Regions from separate parts of the Arachis hypogaea genome. Here region 2 is linked to region 1. A link is a contact called in public Hi-C data. All regions are on one chromosome and are shown on one strand. Each heading gives the region's core, a stretch centred on a gene start, on an enhancer-like site or on the middle of the called end of the contact. The rest is flanking DNA. Distances are from core to core; before and after follow the strand shown. Region 1 has its middle 6.1 kb from the start of LOC112797889. Region 2 holds the start of LOC112797890 (receptor-like protein kinase FERONIA).

Evidence for each region. A called contact is a pair of places that touch in the nucleus more often than the background predicts.
Region 2: a Hi-C map of an unstated tissue shows a contact between it and region 1, with 3 times the contacts expected there. The contact joins the promoter of LOC112797890 here to the enhancer-like site in region 1. A contact is called at or near these places in 2 of 8 Hi-C or Micro-C datasets (leaf and an unstated tissue).

The regions. Positions count from the first base shown.
Region 1 is chr4:124,568,840-124,572,113 of arahy.Tifrunner.gnm2.J5K5, reverse strand. No RefSeq gene overlaps it. Among protein-coding and RNA genes, the nearest start is that of LOC112797889, 6.1 kb to the right of the region's middle. Within about 2 kb of position 1,908, at least 1 of the 3 cell types and tissues checked has open chromatin away from gene starts, as enhancers often do.
Region 2 is chr4:124,607,372-124,610,490 of arahy.Tifrunner.gnm2.J5K5, reverse strand. LOC112797890 (receptor-like protein kinase FERONIA) reads right to left here and starts at 1,435. Exons shown (of 1, transcript XM_025841002.3): 1 at 1-1,435. The coding sequence starts at 960.

The DNA.
Region 1 (3,274 bases), core at 659-3,158:
TTCATTATAATTGCTGTGTACGTTGATAATTTAAATATTATTGGAACTCCTGAAGAGATTCCAACAATTATAAAAACTCTAAAAGAAGAGTTTGAGATGAAAGATCTTGGAAAGACTAAATTTTGTCTCGGCTTGCAGATCGAGCATATAAGAAATGGGATCTTTATTCATCAAACAACATGCACAGAGAAGATCTTGAAAAGATTTTATATGGATAAGTCACATCTCTTGAGTACCCCAATGATCGTAAGATCTTTGGATGTGGAAAATGATCAATTTAGTCCTAAAGAAGAGAATGAAGATATCCTTGGTTCTGAAGTACCATATCTTAGTGCCATTGGAGCGCTAATGTATCTTACTAATAACACACGACCCGATATATCATTTGCTGTGAATTTACTAGCAAGATATAGTTCCTCTCCAACCAGAAGACATTGGAGTGGAATCAAACAAATCTTTCGATATCTTCATGGAACGATAGATATGGGATTATTTTATCCCTATGGATCCAAGTCACAACTAGTTGGCTATGTAGATGCTGGATACTTATATGATCCACACAAAGGGTGATCTCAAACAGGATATATGTTCACATATGGTGGTACAGCTATATCATAGAGGTCCATGAAATAGACGATAGCAGCAACCTCCTCTAATCATGCCGAAATACTAGCGATTCATGAAACTAGTCGCGAGTGTTTTTGGCTCAGGAGTCTGATCCAATATATTCTGTCATCATGTGGACTAATTGATCATAAGATAGCTCCAACTGTCCTGTTTGAAGACAATACAGCATATATTGCTCAACTTAAAGGCGTATACATCAAAGGTGATATAACAAAGTATATTTCTCCCAAATTCTTCTTCACTCATGATCTTCAAAATCAAGGGACAATTGATGTCCAACAGATCCGCTCAAGTGACAATCTGGCAGATTTATTTACAAAGTCACTCCCAAAATCCTCCTTTGAAAGATTGGTACATGAGATTGGGATGCGCCAATTTCGAGACATTAAATGATGTCGACAAGAGGGGGAGACTGTACTCTTTTTTCTTTCGTCTGTTATTTTTTTCATTGGATTTTTCTTGACAAGGTTTTTAATGAGGCAGTCCCCATCACTAAAGGATATTGTACTCTTTTTTCTTCACTAAGATTTTTTTCCATTGGATTTTTCTTTAGTAAGATTTTAACGAGGCAATAATATTAAATGGTCATCCAAGGAGGAGTGTTGTGATAAAGATATGAATGACCACGTGGGCCAACCTTCTCAATACCAAAGGAACCTCTTTTCAAGACAGAATCAAAATAAATGAAGTTTAAAAATCAAGTCTTATTACATGTATAAATAAGAGAAGCTACAATTGAAGCAATACACATCATTAAAAAACAATCTTCTCTTCTCTCTTATTATACAAATATTTTCTCTCTTTTATCTCTCTTTAATTTTAAACTAAAGTATCTATAATATTAGTAAATATAGAAATTACTTATAGTAAAATAAGAACATATTTATATTTTTCTATTTTATATTTATTATAACTTCCTTATTTATTTTACAACACCATTAAGTTAAAAAAAATACTCACAAAATAACATTTTTATATAAAAATAATATTATGAACTCTTAAATAATTAATTAAATATATTTAATTAAATATATTTAATTATCTAATAATTTATAATACTATCTTTATATAAATATATTATCATAAAATAAAATATCCACCTTAACTAAAACCCTGACTTTGTCATGAAACCTTTTGAATAATGCTTGAGATAATGATTTTGTAAAGATGTCTAAATATGTAATAACGAAGAAGAAAAAAAAAAAGAAAGAAAGGCATAGGCACGTGGAAGGCACATACTCCCACAGTTCCACTTATTATTTTTTTTTCTCTCCTTGCTCACTCCTTTTGATTTTTGGTGACTACTCACTCGGAGTCACTCCTTTGATCTCTCCGTGTCTCTCATTCTCTTTTTTTTTTTTTTTCATTCATTCATAAAACTCAAACCCTTTTTTCTCTTTTATCTCTCCTTTCATTTTATCATCTTCATCCTAAAATTCTTATTCAAACTACAACATATTAAATTTCATTTTATTCTTCTATTTTAACTTTATTTTAATATATTACTTATACAAAAAAAATATTATTTTAAAATTTGATTAATAGAATACAAGTTTAGTAGATGAGAGAAGAACTTCAAATTTTAACTTTTCGTCATTTTTGAGACTTCAAAATAATTTTTTGGTTTAATAATTACCTATATCTTTATTTTTTATCATTTTTATGCTTATAGGTATGCAAAATTCAAACTAGAGTTATTAAGGTTAAAAAATTTAAATTTTTTTATTAAATTGAGTAAGATTATGTTAATTGACAACATTATTAGCTCATAGATGTTATTATTATGATCATATTTTTAGAATTATAGAGTTATTAGACATTATTTAATAGTTCCATAGTGTATTCAGAGTTACTTTTGGTTCTTTGAAACTAAATTGTGAGTGATATTATGCCCATAATTATTTTTAAGTATATTACTATCAATATTTAAAATGAATCATTATTTTTAACATTTAAAAAGTATTTAATTGTTGTGATTTTTGAATTATTGGAATGAACATTAATTTTTGAAAAACTCATAATTTTATAAAAGTACACACGAGATGATATTCGTATATTTTGAAGAGCATACATACTTTTTTTAATTGACTTTATTTTGCTTTAATTTGATTTTTAGTATGCATACTTATATATATTTGAGTTATCATGGAATTTAGTAATATATTATAGACATCATAAATTTGTTTTATATGATTTATTTTGAATTGGTTTGGGAGGCTTTAATTAAAAAAAATATAGTTAACAACAATTATGACGTTAACCTAGATGTATCTGGCTCAGACATAAGTTAACATGGGTGTTGCTAGCCTAATATGTATGTCACACGTTAAATATGTATGTATTACCGTTCGGACATACTAGAAAAAAGGACTACCATTAGAGATGGAGTCGTTCAAGTGTGTAATATTCGATTTTATTTTATTTCTGGAATAAAAACTCCCATGTCAATTCATTCATTTAATTACTTATCTATTTATTTGCATATTTACATAATATAAATTTCTCATCTCTAAAAAGAAATGTCTTGTGTGTGTTATAGATATAATATTTACTTTGAGTTGCAAAACTTATTCTATTATGTTCTCATGTTTTTTAGAGACAGGTGTCAATTCAGATTCCATTTCACCTGTCCCACCGTATATCTTTG
Region 2 (3,119 bases), core at 186-2,685, 39 kb before region 1:
CACATTATAATTCTTGGTCTCGCGCATCCCGTAGCTTCGGGCACTCAAGTAAACAAGGTCAGGTGCAGTGTAATCTGGAGTAATATTACCGTTGAATTTCAGTGGTGGATAGCCCATTGAAATACTCGACGGATACTGCTTCTCAATGTAATCGGCATCCGGTTCCCAAGACCTGTACATACCAGTATCTTGCTGTGGTGGAATCTGTTTTTCACCAACGTTGATTCTGTAAAGTGTTTGCAGAGCTTTTTCACTTTCAAGTTGGTATATGCTGATGCCATGGCCTACAAACTCAAACCCGGAGGACTTGCTGGGGTCCGTGTAATAGAGGTAGGGAGGCATGGAGACCACCTCAATCCCGTTGATGAAAGCATAATAAGATTTGTTGGGAATGAAGGTCAGGTCAAGCCTCTTTCCTGTTTCCACGTTGACACAGTATTCTATGAAAAAGGTCATTTCGTCATTGGCGAGCCAACGTGAAGCATTGAAACCCTTGAGAAGGGTGAAATTGCCCGCTGTAACGGAAAAAAGGGAGTTGTAGGGTTCAAAGTTGAGATAATTTGTTGGATAAAAGTGAAGCCGAACGAACTTGGGGCCATTAGTTTTGAGAGGAAAGGAGTATGTGAAATTGGAAAGGAAAATGCGTGCAGAGCTAAACACAAATGAATCAGCTGAAAGAGGATATGGAGTTTCAGTTATGAGAGATGGTTGCTTAGTTTGTGGCTGCTCAATGGTAGAAAATAGTTTGGAGTCATCGTCTCCTACCCATTTCCGATCAGCGTAGACTGTAGTTTCTTTTGAGCCACAGTTGACAGCAAAATCATCCTCAGGATGGTATGATGATGCACCCTGCGCAGGAACCACTGGTGAATGCAGCAGAAACGGTAGGAGGAGTAGGAGGGAAAAGCTAATGATTGGTGGTTTATATCTTATGACTACTATGTTTCTTGGGTACCCCATACCAGCCCGATAGGTTCAGAAACGATGTTGTGCGTAACTCTTGTTCCTATTTTACAGCTTTAAGTACTAGGAAATTCGCAAGTCAGGGAAAACACCACGGTGTCCTCGTCTTTGAATAGCATTTGGAATGTAAGGAAGACTCAAGACTTAGTCTTTTGAACAATTTAGAAAAAAAAGAAAAAGTACAGAGAAATAATAAAAATTTCATAAGAATTTAATTTTGGTGAATTCTATGAACTTTCTTTAAAATAAAAAATAAATTACCCTTGTAATATATATTCTTAATATATAAAAGTAGATACATAAGTATGTACCATATTATTTTTAAATTATTCTTCTTCTTCTACTAACATGTCAATAATATTAGTTAGAGAAATGTTAGGAGGCCAGCAATTTTGATGTTTTGTAACCATCAATTGGTCATCAATAGTATTTTTAATGGTGTGAGATTACATCTAATGGTATCTAATGGTGGAAAATCTATCACTTTTATTTTGATGGTTAAGTGCTGACCAAAAAATACAAAAATTACTGGCCCCCTAGACTTTTTTCTATTACTTATTTGGCGAAATTTTAAAAACAACCAATCAAATATTGCCAAATTTCAACCACTCAAATCTTGCTAAATTAATTTTTATTTTCAACCACTCAAATTTTATCCAAATCAATCCTTATTTCTAAAACAGCAAAAACCAAATTAACATTTACCCAAAAAAAATCTCTAAAAACCAAAGAACTCGTTACTTTTCTCATGCTTCTCGCCTCAAAACTCATTACTCTTCTCATATTTATCGAAACCCTCTTCTTCTTAACACCTCTCCGTACTAAGATCCTATTTTCTCAATGCTCTTCCGGTCTAATGAACCATTGTGTTTTTCTCGAATCAAATTTTCCAACGTTACTCTTCTCATGCTTCTCGAAACCCTCTTCCTCTTGGCACCTCTCCGTACCAAGATCCTATTTTCTCCATGCTCTTCCGGTCTAATGAGCCATTGTATTTTTCTCGAATCAAATTTTCCAACGCGATGTCCATCTCCGGTGGAGCCGCATTGCATCAATTGTAAAAACCAGGCCAAACTCCATTTTTCCTATTGCGGTTTTTCTGCCGGAGCTCGATTTTGGGTCTCAGGGCCAACGTAGGAAATTCGTCCCAGGTATTTTTCTAAAGATTTTCATCTTTAACGTTTTTATTTGTTATAAATAATATTTTAATTGTGAAATTATTGTAAGTAGCACAGGTTTATGTATTCCTCTTTTTAAAACGGTTCTGCCCAATAGTCACAACCAAAATTAATGTGCATTTAAATTGTTATTTGTTCCTCTTTTTAAAAGTTTGAAATCACGAATTTCGTCTTCTTGATTGATGTTTGTCTCTAGCCATTCTAAAAGATTGAACCAAGACATTATGTTCATCAAAAGATGAAAATCAATTCTAATGAGTTGGCAAAAGATGAAAATCAACCAATCACTATTTAGTAAAATGTTTTAAAAAAATTAAAACAAAAAACTCTTATCTATTATTATTCAATTGAAACATCAAGTACTAATTAAATGCAATAAACATACATTAAAAGTGTCATAATAATAATTATTATAAAAAATTTCAGTTACAAATATTCAAATTTTACAACTTATACATATTAAAACTCTTACCACGCTTCATTTCTTAATCTCTCATACTAATTTTTATAATATATAAAAGCTGATACTAACTTTTTCCACAATGAGTTTAAGCCATCTTTTCTTTGCTAATACTAACTTTCTCCACAATGAGTTTAAGCCATATTTTCTTTCTTAATGATGTCACATCAACAATTCTAATGACTTGGGAAATGATGAAAATCAACCAATCACTATTTAGTAAAATGTTTTAAAAAAAATTAAAACAAAAAACTCTTATCTATTATTATTCAAGTACTAATTAAATGCAATAAACATACATTAAAAGTGTCATAATAATAATTACTATAAAAATTTCAGTTACAAATATTCAAATTCTACAACTTATACATACTAAGACTTTTACTACTCTTCATTTTTTAATCTCTCATACTAATTGTCAAAAATTTCTTAAATTTAATTTAACATTTTTATAATATATAAAAGCTGATACTAACTTTCTTCGCAATGAGTTTAAGCCATCTTTTCTTTGCTAATGA